2 separate regions of the Rattus norvegicus genome follow, and region 1 is linked to region 2. The links are chromatin contacts, called in public Hi-C maps. All regions are on one chromosome and are shown on one strand. The core of a region is the stretch at or near the end of the contact, and the rest is flanking DNA. Distances in the headings are between cores, read along the strand shown. Region 1 overlaps Ralgps1 (Ral GEF with PH domain and SH3 binding motif 1). Region 2 overlaps Ralgps1 (Ral GEF with PH domain and SH3 binding motif 1).

What was found. A called contact is a pair of places that touch in the nucleus more often than the background predicts.
Region 1: a Hi-C map of psoas muscle shows a contact between it and region 2, with 2.0 times the contacts expected there. The contact joins two enhancer-like sites. A contact is called at or near these places in 3 of 12 Hi-C or Micro-C datasets (hepatocytes, liver and psoas muscle).

Annotation. Positions count from the first base shown.
Region 1 is chr3:36,964,870-36,969,429 of GRCr8, forward strand. All of the region lies in intron 7 of Ralgps1 (Ral GEF with PH domain and SH3 binding motif 1), which reads right to left. Among named protein-coding and RNA genes, the nearest start is that of Angptl2, 52 kb to the left of the region's middle. Within about 2 kb of position 1,897, at least 37 of the 93 cell types and tissues checked have an H3K27ac peak or open chromatin away from gene starts, as enhancers often do.
Region 2 is chr3:36,881,794-36,886,439 of GRCr8, forward strand. All of the region lies in intron 8 of Ralgps1 (Ral GEF with PH domain and SH3 binding motif 1), which reads right to left. Among named protein-coding and RNA genes, the nearest start is that of Angptl2, 31 kb to the right of the region's middle. Within about 2 kb of position 3,033, at least 31 of the 93 cell types and tissues checked have an H3K27ac peak or open chromatin away from gene starts, as enhancers often do.

The DNA of each region.
Region 1 (4,560 bases), core at 647-3,146, 82 kb after region 2:
GTATGCGAGCGGGCACTCTAACCATGTTCAGCTGTGCTGAGCACTGAGAAGGCCCCAAATGCAAGGAAGCCACAGAACACTTCATGACGGCTCAGAAGGAAGTGAACAAAGCCATTTTGAGGTGGGGGACGTTTAGCATAGAGGGGTCCAGAGAGGCACCAGAGGCCACAGAAGTCAGGAAAAATGGCCTGGAGGTAGGGGTACTGAGGGATGTTTGAAGGAACAATTTGGCTAAAATACAGCAAGTATTACTTTGGATAAGAATGAAAAGGTAGGGGCTGGTGAGATGGCTCAGTGGTTTAGAGCACCGACTGCTCTTCCAGAGGTCCTGAGTTCAAATCCCAGCAACCACATGGTGGCTCACAACCATCTGTAATGGGATCTGATGCCCTCTTCTGGTGTGTCTGAAGACAGCTACAGTGTACATATATATAATAAATAAATCTTTTAAAAAAAGAATGAAAAGGTAGGAGAGGGAGGGAAACTTGCCTTTTGACAAAGTCTGGTCACATGACCACCATTTTGCCAGCTTATTCTATTTTCTCAGCTACTTCAGCTCAACCTGCAAACAGGATTCTGACCACAAGCCAAGGAGCATGAACACTGAATAGTAATCAAAAGTGGGAGAGTGAGCTGACGGTGGCTGTGTTAACAGACCCTCCTCTGGCCAGCTCTCCTTTGTGGAATACGTGACTTGGAGCTCTGAATGGCCATGTAGCTGGGAAGGAGATGATGAGCTGGCAAAGGCTGGTTTACATCAGATACGTACGAAGTACGTAAACTGGTGTTTGCTCTCACTGTAAAAGAGCCTCTGTAAGGCTCTTGGTGCTCAGTAAAACACTCACTGCCTGTGAGTGTGGCACCCCAGGTGTACCACCCATGAGCACATACCAACCCTCTAATTCAAGCTCAGAATCTTTCCTTTATTCAAAAGCATCACTGAAGTAGAGGGTTGGGTGTGTAAATGGTGAGATTGGCTGGTGATCTTTACCATAATGCTGTATGAGAGCATTAACATGCATTGGAGCTGCTTTGCAAGAGCAGTGGAATGTGAGGCCTCTGACCAAGAAAGGTCAGGTAGGGGCAGGGCAGGACAAACAAAACAGAGCAAAGCTCTCTTTAACCAGGTGTCCAAACCCCAGCACTGTGTATACAGGGAGATCGCTCCAGCATGGTATGAGAACGAACTGGTAAGACCAGAAGCAAAGAGATTGATGGAAGTCAACGATCATCCAGGTCATACATACAGGGTCTGCTTGCAGGGATGGCAGCTTCTGCAACCCATTTAAGAACAGCCAAGGAGAGCTGAAAATGAATCTCTATGCTGGGCACAGTGCTAAACACTTTTTACTTATCTACTCTAATCCTCGCCCTCAGATGGATGCTGAGTGCAGCTCCTTCTTACTCTCCAGGCCTCTCATTTCTTCCCTGTAGCCTTAGCCTCTTATGCCTGTAAAACTGCATGCACTCAGACCCCTGCATGCACTCAGACCCCTGCATGCACTCAGACCCCTGCATGCACTCAGACCCCTGCATGCACTCAGACTCCCTGCATGCACTCAGACTCCCTGCATGCACTCAGACCCCTGCATGCATTCAGACCCCCTGCATGCACTCAGACCCCTGCATGCACTCAGACCCCTGCATGCACTCAGACCCCTGCATGCACTCAGACCCCTGCATGCACTCAGACCCCTGCATGCACTCAGACCCCTGCATGCATAGCCACACATGGCTGGATAAGGATTATCATAGTTGTCTTCCCTCCCTTTGGATCCTCCTGACTGCAGTCGCTCTTGAGGTACCATGACAACAGATAGCTGTACACAGCATGGGCCTGAAACTGGGCCTCTCCTCTCCAAGTCTGGGCCCCAGCTCCAAAGGCCTAGTCACACTGGATCATCCTAACAGCTCGAGGCCCAGACTCTGGGACACAGCTCACATTTTATTTTTAGCCCATGGTAGCTTCTCTTTCTTGGCTGGCAGAGTGGCTCTGCTTGCTGTGTTAACGTGGCTATATTTATGTGTTCACATGGTGCAGCAGGAGACAGGGAAGGCAGGCCTTATTCGTCATCATCTCTGCCTGCCATTTGTCCAAAGGTCCAAAACAGTTTGTGAAGATAGTGTCCTGGCTCTCTGGCTCTCTCCTGGAGTCACTGTCAAGATTTCAGACATGCAGCATATGTGAGGTTAAAGGAACACACAACTGGAGGGCTGGAACTGGGTAGAACAGGGGTTGTGGGGCTCAAGAGAAAGGTCTGGCCCTGTAGAACTAAGAGACAGTTGAAGCCCTCCAAGCTGGTATGGAAGCTCACCAAGGAAAGAAACATCAAGGTCAGAACCTTAGAGAACCTCCATATCTAGTCACAAAAGAAGTCAGCTGTCAGGAGGGAGGAGGAAGAGCTAGCCCTGGGAAAAAAGGCTTCCAGGAGGTAGAGGACGGGGCAGTGCCCAATGTTATAGCACTGCAGGCACAAGAAGGTGAAATGCCAGCTTCCCCATCAGTGTGGAACTTTTGAGGACAGTTCCAGGCTGGCTCCTGCTCAATGACAGGAGCAGTGGCCAGGGGCTTCTACCATTGCCTTCCTTGGCCTTCCATCTCCCCATCTGCCTCATCTGGCTCAACTTCCACCCAGACCAAGGCTCAGAGCCATCTGAGACCGGCAGCCCAGGCTTCCTGCAGCCTCCTCTGTCATGCCACAGGAGAGGTGCCAATGGCCCTTCTGAAGACACAGGGAGCAGCAGTGCTTCCTGGACAAATGGGTCTCAGACCCAAAGCACGAGAATGCCACACATCTGGTGGCCTCGGTGTCTTTCTCATGCTGAATTCTGGAGACTGAGAACGCTGATCTTGTATGGTGCCCTTCCAGGTCACAGCCTGCAGAGCAGGCCACTGCCCATCAGCAGTGACCGCCATGCCAAGGACTTCAGTTCTCACTTTGCTGCTGCATGTGAGTCAAACCCTGGACCAGTTCGGTAGGAGAGAGGGTTACTCTGGGCAAATGCACAGACAAACAGACCATGCATGTGGCACATGGAAGCAATAGGTGACTGCTCTACACTTCACAAATTCCATGGCCCAGATCTCTCAGGAATGAGCTAGCCTCTTCCAGGATTGTTCAGGTCACAAAGAGATCTTGGCAGGTAACCAGCTGCTAGGGTTCAAACCAAGGGGTTCCCCTTTCCTCCCTTTTCTTCCTCCCTCAACAATCTAGCCACAGGGACTCCTAGAGGCCTTTCCTCAGAAAACTTTGCATCACTCTGTTCTCTGATCCCCCCCGCTCTACCCACTTAGCTCCTGGACTCTGCCCTCACCCACTCACTGGTCCCCTGGTTTCTAGTCTTGGTCTCCGTTTCTCCTAATTTGTTCTCTATACATTAGTGTAGGGACTAAAGACACAAAAAAAACAATACAAAACGAGATTATGTCCATCTCCTGTTCAAAGCCCTTCTGTTCAATTAGAAAGGTACCCTCTGTCCCAGGCTGAGCCCAGCCACACTGATCTATGGGTCCCTTAGTGACCAAAGCTCTTCTCCCTACACATGTCGGTACCAGCTATCCCCACCCCTCACCCTCTGTAGTTGTCCATGCTCTTGTCATCCAAGTCTTGGCATAAAGGCCACACTGTGGGAGTGCTCCCCTGAGCTCTGCCCTCCTCCATCCACACCCGCTACAGTCACCCGTCACTCTGCTCCTTGCTCATTATTTATACATTCAACCAACATTCCTTGGTCACTGTGCCAGCCAGGGAAGCACATGCTAACTTCCAAGAACAGCAGTATGCATCTTTCCCAGATTATAGGAAAGCTGCGTGCACAACGCCTGAGCCCTGGGACCTGGCAAGGAACACACATTCAATAGGTATCTGATCTGTAGAATGAATGAGAGCCGCAAGGGGGTGTATGCTCAGGAAACCAGGATTGGCTGGTCTAGTTTCTTGCTTAGGCTTCATGGCTTTGAGGAGGCAGTCTTCCAAAGCAGCCCCACCTCTGGAATAAATAAGTCAGTGCTTGTCTTTTTCCAGGCTGACCATGACTCCATGTTATGGATCCAGTCACCATGTATTCAGATCCTACTGTGTGCAGGTCTGTGCTCAGCTTCAGTCAGTTCTGGCCAGGGGCAGGCTCACTGGCTACCCTGACCTAGCTAGTGTCTGACTTAACCAGTACTAAAGATCACCCAGAGTTTAGTCAGACAACAGCCCCCCGCCCCCACCGTGCTTGGACACAACCACCTTCCTTATAGGTCTCCCAGATATCCAGAGTCTCAAAGCACACCAAAGGACAACACTCAGAGGCAAACATGCTCAGTGGCCCAGTCATGTGCAGTGGGCCAGCCACATTTCTCAGCCTCACTTTCTAAGGTGGGTATAACCCTATCTGCACTGGCCTTCCACCATCACAGGGGGTCCACATGATGGGCAGCCAGATTATAGTGTCCAACAGGACCAGGCTGTGTCCCACTCGTGCTGGTACCTACTTAGAGATCTTTGACTACATTACTCAGTTTCTTCTTTGGCAAATCAAGTACTATGAAAGCACCAGACACTTGAGCTGCTG
Region 2 (4,646 bases), core at 1,783-4,282:
ATGAAGAGAGTAAGACACTATGGAGTGCTCAGTCCTAAATGGCATACCTGTTAAGACACTCCTCCTTCCTAAGCTCAGGGATCATCTCAGAGCCGCTGCACACATGAATTCACAGCAGTTGTAACAGCACACGAGAGACCTGCCTGAGTTCAAGTCAGACAGAGTTCCAGTGTGGAGTGGGAGACAGACACTGAGTCCCAGGCTTAGTTGAAGAGTTATTAGCAACTGATGGCTGCTGAAGGTGGGAAGCCAGTTTTCTTTATGAAGGCATGGCCCTTGGATGGCTCTACATGCAAGACTAGTTAGGCAGCACAAACTGGACTTGATGGGTTAAAAAAATAACACAGAGTTGGGTGGGTGGGAGGTGGGGGTAAATATGGGAAGAGCTGGATGAGGGAGGTAAACAACAAAATATACTATATGCAAGTCTCAAAGAAATCAAGAATCTTATAAAGACTTCCAAGGATATCAAATCAGACGTAAATAAGTGATGAAATAAATTCTATTGCTAGATGGGAAGGCTCAGTCTCACCAGCAGGTCAGTAACTGCCATTCATGTCCAAATGCCATGATTCTTGAGTTCCTCTATCGTTAGAACAGAGCAGCTTTGAAAGAAGAATAAGGAGGGTGTGTCCTCATTAATGCACACGCTTTACAAAATCTGAAATGCATCCTAGTTTACCTGCACGAGGAAACACTTCCTTGCCTCCTTCCCTCCTCTCTAACAATAAAGGAACAAACAGCAGTTTTGAGCATCCTCAGGACTTGGCTGAGGGCTTGGTTGTCAGGCTTAGCTGGAAGAGCACACTCATCTGCAGGATTATGAGTCCCCCATCTGCTCTGCCACAGGGCTCAGCCACTCAGGGAGGCTGGATGCAGGAGTTCACTGTGCTTACCCTACCTGTCACTGGGCCGGTGTCGGGCTGTAGGGAAGACCCTGGAAATGGCTCCAGGGGTGGGGAAGCACAGTCTGAGGCACAGGACAGCTGGAGCTGGCTTGGGGGTCCCTGGGCCTTCAAGGAGGTGGGGGCTGTTTGGTTCTCAGGCTTTCTGATATCTAGGCGCCAAGGGGGAAAAAGAAGGGAGCTCCGGCTGGTCCTGTGGGGAGAGCTCTTGGCTTGATGGCTTGAGGCTTGAGCTTGGGCTTGGTGGCCGCTGTGAGCACAGCAGCTCTGGGAGCATAGAGAGGCCTTCTGCCAGAGATTAGACAGTGGCTCTATAGGCAAGGGCCTTCTCTATGGCTCCCCACAGCAGATCCCAATGAAAAGAGGCCGTCCATGGCTTCAAGGCATTTATTGTCATGGCGGAGAATGGATGAGTAAAACCGTACCCTACTTCTCAGGGTGGGCCTGAGATTAAATACCCTTTGCAGGGAGAAATGTCTGGGAAGGAAAGCTTATTGGCTCAGTCCTCCAGGCCTTTAGCTACCTCATTATAATGGAGATCTGTCTCGAGCCTCCATGACCACAGGTCAAGTCCTCTACATGTGGAGAGGCTTGGGTTGTTGCCCTTGTATAACTGATTGCCACAAATCTATGGGGGTCTGTGGCTAGTGACAGGGGCCTGGTAGCTGGGAACAGGGGAAGGGCCTACCATCCCTTCAGGGTCACCAGGGTTTCAAGCCTTAGCTCAACCAGGAACCAGGGTGCCTTTCATGGTCCCACAGACCATGGTCTCTTCACAGGGACCTTCTTCATCTCTATCCTACCTGCCTGCATCTAGGCTATCTAAGGCCAATCCACTGCACCCTGAGATCTTTCCCAATCCCAGCACACTGTCCCCTTCCCCTCAGAGTCATCCATGAGTTTCCCTCCTCAGTAGAGAGAGAAGTTTTATTGTCCCCTGTGCTGCCCTGGGTGGCCTCTCCAGCCTCTCTACCCTTAACCAAGAATGCCCAGATGGACTGCTGATGCAAAGACAACTCCCCCACTCCTGTCCCTGTGCCCTTGGGCTTACTGTCCCTTCTTTTGTTACAGCATGGATACCATGTTCACAGGTCAAGGCTATGTGTAGCTTGACTTCTCCATTTTTCAGATCCACCTCTGAGGTGCACAGAATAGGGCTTAGAGAATTGGATCCAACTGGAGCCAAATCTGAGGCTTTATTTGCATGCATGGCTCTTCTTCTGCTGCAGGGTGGAGGAGACTAGTTGCCCCTGCCGGCACCCGACCCTACAGCCACACTGTGAGGGAGCACTGGCCTGTCATCTTCACACTAACCACCCTCCCTTCTCTGAGTGCTATAAAGAGTATCCAGAGGTGCCAACGTCATCAAAGGAAATGGAAGATGGCTCCCAAAGTGAAAGGCTCGGAAACCTGCGCCTACACTGGGTAGAACGGCGGCTGCCACGTGCCAAGTAAAACACTCCCAAGCTTGTCTTTCCAGTGCTGGCTCTGAGATCAGCTACTGTGCACAGAAAGGCTCCCCGAACGTCCCAGGCCATCAGGATCCCAGCCAGAGTGTGAGCTCACAGACGGCTGCTTTAGTCGCCAAAGTATTTTCCATTTCCCCTAATACACTTACAGATCTGTGGCCACTTGGTGCCTAGTCTTTAAGTATACCAAAAATAACAAGGCTGTCAGCTTTATTCATGACTCGATGGAGACTGTAACCGACCCCATGTTCTGGGCCTCCGTCATCAATTTCCCTGCATCCTCTGGGAAATGAGCAGCAGATTTTTCAAGGTCTAGGTAGATCAACACTGATCTCTTTCTCAGAGCAGATCTTCTTCTGTTCTTTCAGCAGTGAAGTCCTGAAGGTCTCTTCTACCTGCACTCACTTATTTGTGGTTGTCAGGCTTAGAGGGTTGGAACTCCCCATTTCTCTTCACAGTGAACGGATACATGCAAATCCCTTCCAGGAAGTTTTAGGGAAGCCAGTTTTAGTGGCTGCGGGGGCAGTACAGTGGGCCATCTCCATGAGTCCCACCCTCTCCCACTATGGACTGAGCCTATGCTCTGCCAGATCTAGATGGCCTAGGCCTGGTTTTCCTTCCCAGACCACTCCTATGGGCAGGGACTGCAACCCAACCAGCAGGGGGAGCCCGAAGAAACTAGTATTCTGGCTTTTCTGCCATTGGCCAGCACTGGCTGGGTCAGGCTGCAGACTGGAAGGCTTAACCACATCTGTTCCCCTTGTGTACCAGAACTCAATTTTCTTGGACAGTGACCCAAGACACTTGAACCCTGGGCTCTGGCCTCCTAGGCACCTCCTTGAAATCCATACTTTTTCTGTCCATTTATCCAGCACTAGTTTTATCCCATTCTACCTCCCTTCCTAAGAGCACATTGATGTCCCAGTAGGATCTGCTGTCCACACTGGTCATCAGGATACCCTTGCTACACAATCAGAGGATGGTTTGGGGTGAAGAGAGTGATCACAGGGGCAGGGAAGCTGATGACAATTGGAAAGGCCCAAGAGCCTGAGGGTAAGTGACAGGCTACTGTGGAGAGGGGAAGCTGCAAGGACACAGCTCAGTTGATGTCCATTGTCCCTGGGCAAGGGTATTGATACTACAGATACTCGCAGAGTGCCTCCCACATCCTAGACATAGGGGTGGGGGACTAGACAGGGCATGGCCCCTGATCCCAACAGTCTGATGAAGAAAGGCATTTGACAGGCACAAAACATATGAGACATTAACATTCTTAGATGAGACAGAAAATGGCCTAGTTGTGTCCTTGACATCTGCGGTATTTGCTAAGATGCCCTTCCTTGCCTCCACCTCTCTTTAACTCCAGAGAGTGGCCTGCTTCAGGTCACTGGCCGCTAGAATTCCAATGAAGGAACCTGGTGGCTGCAGTATGTCTGATGCTCGGAATCCCACATGCACACTGGGGGAAAACTGGGGGCGCCAGGCATCTGTGCTCAAGATCCAGCATCCTAATTTATGACTGATTTGGTTGCTGTCCATAGCTCTCACAGGCTTTCATGGAGACCAAGGGCTGCCAGAGTATCTGAACAGAGTGGACATTCAGTAAAGCTACTTGAAAAACAACAGCAACAAGAACTTAGGAGGGATGGGGATGTGTAACCAACCCTCACAGAGCCTCCCGCAGTTCAGTTGTCACTATAATTCCTGTAGATAAGAGACAGAAGGCCTCTCATTCACTGAGACCAGGGTGAGGGTGGGGTGTGTTATTGCTAGAATCTATAAATAAGTTCAACACACTTTAGGTAGATGTACAGGACAGAGACTGAGCAGCTCTGGGCCGAGGCTTTCTAAAGGGAGATCATTTGGACTCATCCTTATTCTCAGAAATCCAGGGCTAGAAGACTTAGAAGCCTGGGCAGTGCTTGAGGGCTGCCGGGCAGGAGCTGACCCGGGCCTCTGGCGTTCCTGGTGCTCCTCTGCTCACATGCACTTGCGGTTGCTACTGGCAGGAGAGGATGGGAGTGTGCCCAGAGGGAAACCCAAATGGCTGTCTCTGATAAACCTCAAGCCCCATAGACTCCACCACATCCAAGGAGACAGTCTATGGAAAGAAAACTCAACAAAGGGACATGGGAAATTACCAAGTCATGGGCTGGACTACAGGGAGCGCAGGGCCGCAGAAGTATAGTGCTTTGCTCCCTCAATGGCTTGCTCCAAGCTCTGGGACACAGTATCAGAAATACAGCCCCAGAAGACAAGGCTTCTGGCAGAG